Linked DNA regions of Bombyx mori: region 1 is linked to region 2. A link is a contact called in public Hi-C data. All regions are on one chromosome and are shown on one strand. Each heading gives the region's core, a stretch centred on a gene start, on an enhancer-like site or on the middle of the called end of the contact. The rest is flanking DNA. Distances are from core to core; before and after follow the strand shown. Region 1 overlaps LOC101746597 (serine proteinase stubble). Region 2 holds the start of LOC101746597 (serine proteinase stubble).

Evidence for each region. A called contact is a pair of places that touch in the nucleus more often than the background predicts.
Region 1: a contact with region 2 is called in a Hi-C map of whole pupa, with 6 times the contacts expected there. The contact joins the enhancer-like site here to the promoter of LOC101746597 in region 2. A contact is called at or near these places in 3 of 7 Hi-C or Micro-C datasets (posterior silk gland and whole pupa).

Annotation. Positions count from the first base shown.
Region 1 is chr2:4,077,168-4,083,339 of ASM3026992v2, forward strand. LOC101746597 (serine proteinase stubble) reads left to right here. Exons shown (of 10, transcript XM_012696418.4): 4 at 633-1,421; 5 at 2,690-2,764; 6 at 4,383-4,566. Among protein-coding and RNA genes, the nearest start is that of LOC119629982, 15 kb to the right of the region's middle. Within about 2 kb of position 3,529, at least 4 of the 8 cell types and tissues checked have open chromatin away from gene starts, as enhancers often do.
Region 2 is chr2:4,025,401-4,031,066 of ASM3026992v2, forward strand. LOC101746597 (serine proteinase stubble) reads left to right here and starts at 3,573. Exons shown (of 10, transcript XM_012696418.4): 1 at 3,573-3,855.

The DNA of each region.
Region 1 (6,172 bases), core at 2,279-4,778, 52 kb after region 2:
TCTGCGTAATTACATGTGGTAGGATCTCTTGTGAGTCCGTACGTGTAGGTATCACCGCCCTGCCTATTTCTGCCGTGAAGCAGTAATGCGTTTCGGTTTGAAGGGTGAGGCAGCCGTTGTAACTATACTGAGACCTTAGAACTTATATCTCAAGGTGGGTGTCGCATTTACGTTGTAGATGTCTGTGGGCTCCAGCAACCACTTCCACTAAACACCAGGTGGGCTGTGAGCTCGTCCAACACTTAGCAATAAAAAAAAAATGAGGCCGAATTCCCAATAATGTTAAGCTAATGTATACGACTGTCTTGCTGACTGATTTATTACTACAGGATGTAAAACATGAACCTTATTTGTAATAAAGTGTTTTGTGGGTATTTGAAAAAAATCGAAACGAGGGTAGTTGAATATCAGTGCTGTTGGCATTTATTAGGGACAGCGGTATCAGCGTTATATCCGTTTAGCTTTTTATCCCATTTATTTTTATATATTTAAACATATATTTTTAATTTAAAATCGATTAATTTCATTATATTTATATGCCTGTCTGCACCTAACAGAACAGTTGCGTTTTTAGCCAGTCAAAAACGTGATTCCGTTTGGCCAATATAAAACTTTTATTACAAAATTTCCAGAAACATGGTCACCTATAACGCCACCCGCAGGTTGGGTTCTACTATCGACCGTTCCACCGAAACCGGATACTTCGTCAACCACAACCACAACGACAAACCAACCAATCATCCAGGAAACAACCGAGGTCCCGGAGACAACTTTCGTAACCGAAACAACAGTTAAACACACTACAACGATAAAATCGACGACAACTGAGCCAACAACAGTGTCCAATGAACTAATAACTTCTACGACAACGCCGAAACCGGTTACAACCGAAAAAGTAGTAACTACGACACCAGAAATTTTAACTACTCAGATACCGCTGACAACAACAACAAAATTTGTAACTACTGAGAAACCGCTGACAACACCAGCACCAACGACGACTACAACCGAACAACCAAAGACCACCCGAAAACCAACAACCACCACCAAAAAACCAGATACCACAACTCAAACCACAACAACCACTACAACTCAAATTACAACCACTACAACGCCAACAACAACACATAAACCGGCTACAGCCCAACCACCAACAACATCAACGGAAAAACCGATTACTACAACAGAGAAGCCGGTAAATTCAACCGGGAAACCAGTTACTTCGTCCGAAGCACCGTTAACCGAGGTTCCAACAGAATACCAAACGATTTCAACCTCTGATGCCCCGGTCTTAGAGTTCACAGTCAATGTAACTCTTACTCCAAGTCCATCCTCCACCGAAGCTATTGGTTTGACCACGCTCAACGCAGTTTCCAGCGAAGCTACGACTGAAAAAGCAAGTAATGCCACTACTGAAGCTGGTAAGTTTGATAAAATTCAATATTTAGTTAATCTAATATATTCCTTATCAGCATCGAGACGCGAAGGCGTCGATCCACCACTTTTAGTGTCCATTTCACAGCGCCAGAAAAACACAGGAGACTGGAGCATAAATTAGTTTGATTTTAATTCAGTATATCCAGCATCGGATCACATTTTGATTGTCGACATGTTTTAAACGTATCCTCGTCTACTTTGGTCTACTACTACAGTTACTATTCTAATACTACTACTACTGCTACTACCCTAATAGGAAATGTTTAAAACAGGTCACAGATCGCTGGCCACACCGGTCTCATCTGAGTTGCGTGTCAAGGATAGGGAATGATAAGACATCATTATGGAAGTTGTTGCCCCTATAAACGGCTTGAGTACGAAGAATTCATCCATAATCTTCTTGGATATGAAGAATAGCTTTTAGATTTTTTACTGATGGTAGGACGTCTTGTGAGTCCGCGCGGGTAGGTACCACCACCCTGCCTATTTCTGCCGTGAAGCAGTAATGCGTTTCGGTTTGAAGGGTGGGGCAGCCGCTGTAACTATATTTGAGACCTTAGAACTTATATCTTAAGGTGTGTGGCGCATTTACGTTATAGATGTCTTTGGGCTCCAGTAACCACTTAATACCAGGTGGGCTGTGAGCTCGTCCACACATCTAAGCAAAAAAAAAAAAAAAAAGATTTTAGAAGTTGTGTGAATATTGTCGTTAATGATAAAATAGTAAACAAAACGGAATACAGCGATTAATTCAAGCTTTGTGTTAGGTCAAAAGTATTTTTTCATAAGTCACAAATCTATTGTTGAATTTTCTGGGTCCTTAGACACATAGTTTCTCCTAGCCTGGCCTAAAGTGGTTATTGGCTTATGGAAATTAAGACTAACTCTCCCGACACAAAAAAACATAGTGACGTCACACGCCGCCATTAACGACGTGCGAGAGAGATAGCAAGATAGTTTCTTAACACCACCGCTTTACTGCTTCGAAGTCGATTGCGCTGTGACCTTCTATCTCCGACCCAATGCTTGAGTTTGAGGCCTATTTGGACACGGATAGCAGCTCTATGATTAGAAAAAAGTCGCACCCGATGGCTACGGGAGACCATGAATGAGTCAATTGCTGAACCAAAGTTCTCATGGCCCACAGCGCAACTATTTAGAACAATACAAACAATAGTGTTGTGACAGTGCAATTTACATTCAGTAACGAAACATTCCACTATGTGTACAATCGTTTTAATTGTTACAATAGTATTGGAGAGCACAACGCAGACCGCAGACGTTGAGACAACAACCGAATTCATAAATATGTCGGATTACAAAAACGGTGAGTTAAAATTTTTATTATATATATATTTTTTTATGGCAATTCGAAATTTCGACCAATACTTTTTAAGCACTATTAGAATGCAAATTTAAAACTACATTTAAGTTTGTTTGTGTGCATGATTCCCGTCTTGCAACATATTTTGGTGGATTTTTATTAGAAATTGATGACAAATCGCAGTCCTGCCTACGTATTTACGGCGCAGACAAAAAAAAATTAATATTGCGACCTCATGTCTCAAGGTGACGGCTTCCACGTCAACTATAGGCTCCAGGGACCCCTTAACAGCATGTGGGTCGTGAGCTCATTTTGCTTACTTATTTCCTTATTCAATTTTCTGAAAAAAATTACCGAATTAATCATAACTTTTTTTTTGTTTTTTTTTTTTAATTAATGCACTTTTTGAAGCAAAGGCTATTGCCGGGTACAGCCCGCGTCACTAGTGACCATTGAACTTTTGATTTTGTTACATTACGTGTAGTCCAGTATACAGTAATAAAAGTATATAAATTATACCAAAATCGCCAGTAGGTACTACTGCGTGCCTTCGTTTTAGGAAACGCTTTCCTGACAGCCCTCAAACTATTATCACTTAATTGGCTTTACTATTTAAACTGTAAGACCAACAACCTAAAGGCACACTTTCGTATAATGAATTTCAAAAAAAGCTTGAATCCGCAAAACGTGGCAAGGTTAAAGACCCAACAAATGTATCCACAGAGTAAACAACAATAAAAAAAATAAAACTTACAGCTCGGAATTCAAACAAAGAGTTGTCAGTGGCGATGTAGGCGCGCCACGGCCAAGGCGAGAGGCAAGGACGCGTTCGTATTTAAAAAAAAAAACAAAGATAAGAAGAACCGTTTAAAGCGTTCGATTCTCTTTTTAAACGAAAATAAAACGTTCGAAATTTTAAAATTCGAAAATGTGATATTCGCGTATAACGTTTTTCATTAATCCGATGTCCGATCGCGTATCAAAAGTGTTGCAATTTCAAAAGGACCAAAGTGCGTAAATTTGTGTGAATCAGATATTAATGAGTGTGTGTGTGTGTGTGTATTTGTGTCAAAAACACAAAAACAATATAAAGTTATTCAGGACGTATTGCTCACCACGTCTTTAAGGAAATTATATTTGACCCGATCGTTTTGTTTATGCAAGTGTCGATGAATTGCTACGAATTAATCTCGGAAATACACATTCGCAATTCCGACGCCGTTAGATTTGGTTCTTTGAAATATTATCCGAAATTACGATCGTGATATTACCGAAACTCGTTTCGATGTAGTACCCAAAAAGTGTTACAAAAAATTCGTGTGTCTCGCAAAAGTGCACCGAGCTTTTTGCGCATTAAAACTTTGCTCGACTTTTCGACGTTCTAGTCGATCGTTCGAGATAAAATTTCATTAAGACGAAGATACGGTTTCGTTTTTATAAATCACTTTAAAGTATTTAAAAAAAAAAAAACCTTCAAATCTACAACGTTCCTAATTCAAACAAACCAATAACCACAGTTCCTATTTTGAAAATTTAAAAATAATGTTCTGAAAATCGTTAAGTCGGCGGCGGATTTCGAATTTCGAAATGATAATAAACTCTACGTTATTGGTGCTGGCAGTATGCGGTAGGAGGCTGTGGCAGGCGCCGCAGAGCCGGATCGTGGGGGGAGACAAGTCCACCTTCGGGATGTGGCCCTGGCAGATATCCTTGCGGCAGTACAGGACCTCAACGTATCTGCACAAGTGCGGGGCGGCTTTGCTCAACGAAAATTGGGCGATCACGGCAGCTCATTGCGTCGAACAGTAAGTTCAAACTTTATACTATCACCAGCTGTACCCGTCCGCTTCGCTGGTCATTTAAAATTAACATTATTATTTCTCACCCCCACAAAGATTCTCATCATTAACGCCCCCGCAACTGGTGTAGGGAGTCCAATACTCATATAAATAGTAGCTTATCCATTAGGCACATGTATTTTCTACATGGATACCAAGTTTCAAGTCAATCGGATGCATGGTTCAGTAGTTGTAACGGAACATCCGTAAAGACCACTGTAGATTTATATATTAGTATAGATTATGATGAACACTAAATTAAAAAAAGATGCATATCCATGTTAATCCCTTAATCCAGCGGGAATTTTGAAGATCAAGAATAAACAAAGATACAATATTAATTAATATATAATTCATTTATCGAAACACATCGAGTCGATCGCTTGAAATCGATTCCCGGTCTCTTTATCGATTAACCATTTAAATATACTAGTGGTCTCTCACTAGTCGAAATTAGACAATAATTAATTTTAATTATAAATTTGAACATTAATATGGTTCTATTCTATAATCATTGTTCAATAATCACAGATGTCGCCAAATTTAGACAAATAATATTAAAGACAAACAATATTAATCTATTCTCAAGACTAACAATAAACAAAAGAGTATAATAATATATGCGTGTGTGTCAAATCTATTACATGGTAGTGGCGTAATGTTTTTTTTTTAATTGATTTAATGTATTTTTTATGCATAATTTTAAATAGATATTAGCATTCTGCACTCCTTCTCTATAAGTGTGGGAATTTTCATACTCCTCCGTCCGCGCAATTTTCGTAAAAAGGGATACAAAGTTTTTGTTTCACGTATTAATGTATAGATCAACAAAGTGATCAACAAAGCTGGCGGGAGGAGCACCATTGTGGCAGTTTAAATTTAATTCCTGCGACTGTCGTAAAAAAAAAAAAGGTTTTAGCTATTTTCGTTCTAAAAGACCGACAAAGCGCTGTCTTCATGTCAATGACATTTTGACGTTCCCAACATACCAGTGTTACAAGAAAAAACATCTTGGCCCCGTCATGACTTACGCGAGTGTGGTGTTCGCTCACGCGGCCCGCACACACATAGACACCCTCCAATCCCTACAATCCCGCTTTTGCAGGTTAGCCGTCGGGGCTCCGTGGTTCGTGAGGAACGTCGACCTACACGACGACCTGGGCCTCGAATCGATCCGCAAACACATGAAGTCAGTGTCGGAACGTTACTTCGATAAGGCTATGCGTCATGATAATCGCCTTATCGTTGCTGCCGCTGACTACTCCCCGAATCCTGATCACGCAGGAGCAAGTCACCGTCGTCGCCCTAGACACGTCCTTACGGATCCATCAGATCCAATAACTCTTGCATTAGATACCTTCAGCTCTAACACTAGGAGCAGGCTGAGGAACCCCGGTAACCGTACGCGTCGAACTCGACAAAGAGGTCGACGTGCAGCCTAACCCATGCATCAGCCCGCTGAGTATCTCGCCGGATCTTCTCAGTGGGTCGCGATTCCGATCCGGTAGTAGATTCATTCGCGAAGCAACTGCTCTTGAGTTGTTAGGTCTCCTTCGGAGGCGCTCGGGCAGTT
Region 2 (5,666 bases), core at 2,323-4,822:
GTATGAAACGTTATTGATCGGTATCCATAATCGAATGTAGCTGTGATCCTTAACACGATTCACAAAAAATGGGTGGACGAGCTCACAGCCCACCTGGTGTTAAGTGGTTACTGGAGCCCATAGACATCTCAAACGTAAATGCGCCAACCACCTTGAGATATGAGTCCTAAGGTCTCAGTATAGTTACAGCGGCTGCCCCGTCCTTCAAACCGAAACGCATTACTGCTTCACGGCTGAAACAGCCAGGGTGGTGGTACTACCCGTGCGGACTCACAAGAGGTCCTACCACGGGTAATTACGTTAATTATATTTTTGCGGGTTTGATTTTTATTATACGATGTTATTTATTTTCCTTCACCGTGGAAGTCAATCGTGAAAATTTGTTAAGTACGCATTTCATTAGAAAAAAATTTGTATCCGCCTGCGGGATTCGAACATTTGCATCGTCACATACGAATGCACCGGACGTCTTATCCTTCAGGCCACTATGACTTCAATTAAATTAATGAAATTAAAAAATCAGAAAAGGTCAATTAAAATAATCTTCAATTAAAGCTACGTTTCATGTTTTATCTTGCGGTCTTATTTATTTTATTTTTATTTATACTTATTGTACACAAAAAGAAAATACAATAAAAACAGATTTAAAGAATGTCTAAATACTATGTACAAAGGCGAGCTTAACTCATTCATGAGTTTTCTTTCAGCAAACCATTAGCAGAGAGAAATACGATGTATAAGAGGGGAATAGTGTACAATATAAAAGGTATTACAGCATGACAACTAAATTAAGCTTTGAAAAAAAAAAAATTAGAAATACATATAAATAAACATACATAAAACAATAACTTAAATACAATTAAAGTGACAGGAAATGTTTCTTAATTTGACTCTTAAAAACTTCTAGAGAGGAACTAGCACGAATAGGTTGAGGGAGAGAATTCCATAATCGCACTGCTTGTATTGTGAAAGAGCCACTATAGCGACTAGAGCTGTGTATGGGAGTTTTTAAAAGAAGAGAAGTGGCTTGTCGAGTATTGTCGACTAACTTTGCCGCCAGGAATCAGATATTCAAAGCGTTCACGGAGATAGATAGATCTTAATAGATAATCGGATAGTTTATAGCGTCACGGATGACTGCCATATTACAGTCGCGGATGACTCTGTCATATTACAGTCATCCGTGATTATATAACATATTATTATACATATGGAATTGTTTAATTTTGTTTTTGATATTGTATGAGGAGTGCAGTACAGTGCAAATATAATGTAATGCAGTGTAGTGACAGGTGAGCTCACGGGTTCAAGAGAGTTTGCTAACAATGGTCCAAGTAAGACCTGTGCTTTACAAAATAAGCTATCGGACCGGAATCGCAACCCACTGAGAAGATCAGAATCTGGCGAGAAACTCAGTGGACTAATAGGTCTTGAAATTATCTCCAAACCTCTTCGTATTTCAAACTAGGCTTCAAAATAAGTCCAAAATAAGGCCTGTGATCTTGCTGTGGTCCTGATGTTGTTGATGTCCACGAGCTACGCTACAATTAGACATGCTTTTCTTGACTTACTTTGTATTAATTTAAGGGAATATTTGAACTTGATTTTCATCTACTATAAAGCGCCGGATTGAACCGAAACTTCGGATACTCATCAAGTACCGATCGAAAAACAACAATTCAATAAAATTGTCCGATTATCCTGATCAGGATTTTTAGGATTGCCGATTTACCCACAGCTAAAACGCGGTATTATTATGAGCCAGTAAGACGCGAATACGCTACTAGTGCATTCCTTGGATATAGGATAAGGATAGCTCTTCTATCTATAAGGGTCTCTCGTCCTTGGATAGCTCTGCATACAGTCTCTCACGCTCCTTCTCCGGAAACAATTCAAAGAACCTTTCATCGAATAGAAGCACTTGATTACTCAATTTCTTTTATTTATTTATTTATGTACACACAAAAAAGAAGACATAGTACAGAGTAATAGGAAAAATATGTACAAAGGCGCCGCTTATTTCTTTAAGAAATCTCTTCCAGCACACCTGCGAGAGGATTATGAGAATAATAATTAAAAGTGATGAGTGTGTGTAGAACAGCTAAAATAACAAATACAACATGAGAATTATAGTAATGCACATACACATAGCAAATATTGTTAAACTTTTTTTACTGGTGGTAGGACCTCTTGTGAGTCCGCACGGGTAGGCACCACCGCCCCGCTTATTTCTGCCGTGAAGCAGTAATGCGTTTCGGTTTGAAGGGTGGGGCAGCCGTTGTAACTATACTGAGACCTTAGAACTTATATCTCAAGGTGTGTGGCGCATTTACGTAGTAGTTGTCTATGGGCTCCAGTGACCACTTAACACCAGGTGGGATGTGAGCTCGTCCACACGTCTAAGCAATAAAAAATAAAATAAAAAACTTGAATACAAAATATTATAAGTAACACAGTAGCGGTAGGCAGCGGCTTGGCTCTGCCCCTGGCATTGCTGAAGTCCATGGGCGACGGTAACCACTCACCATCAGGTGGGCCATATGCTCGTCTGCCTACAAGGGCAATAAAAAAAAATTATATACGAAGAGTATAGAACAATGATCATTCGGTTCTTTTATTTATTTATCGCTAAGATGGATGGACGAGCTCATGAATAAATCCATTCTTTTAAAGACTATGTACTTTTACCAAAACTGTCAATAAAATACATATATATATAATAATGACATCCAGCATCCTATGTATTTTACGATAGTATGTTTTTTATTATCATTACTCATTTTTTTTTTACTTGTTTAAAGTAATTTTTTACTATTTAGTTCAGCTACAAAAGCTTACTGTACTTACTGTATAGAGGTACAACGAGCTTACTGTCTAACTGGTGTTAAGCAATTATCGGAGCTGATTTTTATATTTTATTGCTTAGATGGGACGAGCTCACAACCCACCTGGTGTTAAGTAGTTACCGGAGCCCATAGGCATCTACAACGTAAATGCCGCCACCCATCTTGAGATATGAGTTCTAAGGTCTCAGTATAGTAACAAAGGCTGCCCACCCTTCAAACCCACAAGATAGACATCACTAAGTGTATGTGGCCACCCACTTTGAGACATGTGGTCGAATTGTATTGCGTAAAAGCCATCCCACTCTTCAGAGCGGAACGTATGAAATAAATACGCACTACCGTGTACTAATTCCCCATTATTAATTAGCTATTATAATAGGCTCAACTGTGATAAACTGTTTTGTAAATCATATTTGTGTTGTGACCTACTTCTCGGATTTAAGTGAGGATCGCATAGCTCTAGACCCTCACGTCATTTCTACGAAAAACAAAATTGAGTCACAGATAAGCGTAGTCAAATGTTTTTTTTATTTATTTTCGAGCTACAAAAAACGTGCCCCGTACACACAGATAAGCAATAAAAAAAAACAAAAAAAAAACACCGATAAGCTCCTTTCTGCGTGGCCAGGAAAGAGCCGACCGGAATAAGTGCATCCAAGCGAAAAGTAACTGTTGAGAAAGTAATTTACATTGCTTGACTTGCTGGGCGCATTAAGTCGCCGCGTTCAGTCCGACCGCACTGTTCTAGCGGTCAAGGCTCTGCACGCGCACGCCTGTGCCGATACCGTGAACTTATAGAAAAATAAAACGAAAAAAAAAAGCGCGCGCTCGCGTTCTGTCAAAATCAAAAGTATTTAGTATTTTTTCTTTTGGAATCGAATTAGTTTGTAAGTTCGATGAGTTGTTAATTAGTTTTTTTTTAGTACGAATAACTGTTAAATCCTCAGTGCCGGTGGATAATGAGTTCACTGTGATTGTGAGAGCACTCGTCTTGGTGTCCGTTAAGCAGGTGATTTTTTTAATTGATTCTAATGCACCGTTTTTGTTCGACCTTTTTTTAGAAATAGAAATGTCTTGTCATCTTTTTTTTTGTTACTAGTGTGTATTATGTGTCTGAATTTTGTGTCGTTAGATGTGTGGTATTTTAACTGATGCAGTATCTGACAAATTATTCTGATAATAGAGTTATTATAGACAGATAGATAGTTGAAATTTAGCGATTTGTTTCGACGGTTTTATTGAGAGAAACCTGTTATTTTTTCACTTATCAGTTCTCAACCGAGACAGGAATAACGGCCCTGCAATCATAGGTTGTTGCTCTTCCTAGCGCGCCCGACCGCACGAGAGAAATAAACCACGCTTTAATAAAACGGTAGCCTGTTTCGTTATCCCGCCCCTACACGTCCTGTGTTATACTTTTAAAACAAACATTCTTTGCAAAGACATTAATAAAATACAGCCAAGTAAAAGTAAAAAAAAAAAAAAAATCGAATAACATTTTTTTTTTTCTTGAAGACCTTTTTCGTAATACGGTCGTCTTGTTTGATGAAGTTTCAATGTGATTATTCTACGGTCTTGTTCCGTTGTTAGTGAATGTAGGTCAGTGAAATGATCGGAATACGGTCCCGTACGGAATCCGAACTAACGCTGGCGGGCAGCCGTTGACCGATTTTTTTTTTTCATAACAAAAACCGGATTCATGATTTGATCAATATTCATATTATAAAACACGCTTCTTATTTGGAATTTTACGGGTGACACTCTGTTCTGTTAAAACATAAATTAGTTTATTTATCAGATGCTTTAAAGTATGCGAGACGAACTGTCGATAATTTATTGTACATATTTCTAAAAAAATTAAGATAAATATTTTCGAAATAAAACACTTAAGGTTTTACGAGCGATCCTATTACCGACGCTAGGCAAGAGTTATCCAGCGAATATCTTATCTATCTATATATATATATATATCTATATATATAAAAATGAATTGCTGTTCGTTAGTCTCGCTAAAACTCGAGAACGGCTGGACCGATTTGTCTAATTTTGGTCTTGAATTATTTGCGGAGGTCGAGAGAAGGTTTAAAAGGTAAATAAGTATGAAAATGCTCGGAATTAAATAAAAATAACAATTTTGTTTTTCCTTTGATGTGTCCCCCGTCGGAGGGATTCCTTTTGTTTGTTTTAAGTTTATTTTATACAAAAGTTTAGGTCTTTTATTTGTCGATTGAGGCACTACGAAGTCTGCCGGATCAGCTAATTTGAAATAAATGATTAAACTTTAAATCGTTAACGGTATTGCCAGCCTTGTCAGCTCTGTCTGAAAAATATTCACGAATATATTTTACGACACAATAACTTACTTTTTTTTCTTCACTACGTGACTCAGAATCTGTTAAAAATAAGATCTCTTGCATGACAAAATGAACAATACTAATCAGTCAGTCTATGTATTAACTCCAATATAAATTTAAAATTAAGCTATTTATTTTAAAATTAATTAATAATATAAGACAATAAAATGAAGATAATCGATTTATATGTACCCTAATGAACTTGGAAAATAATTTAAAATTACTTTTCTCATTACGAAATTACGATCGTTATGCGGTTAATTGAATTTGGTTTTTTTTTCTTTATTACCCACGGCTCAGGGATATTCGATTACGCAGCCTCGTTTTATAAGGTTTTATGGCAAAATATATCGGGGACAGAGATAAGTCGACTTGCAAGTCGTGAAAGTTCAGTGACATTGTAAAAGCAGAGCAGAGAGCTTTTATACATTTTTTTAATGGAAAAATTTGCATCGGACCCATTTAA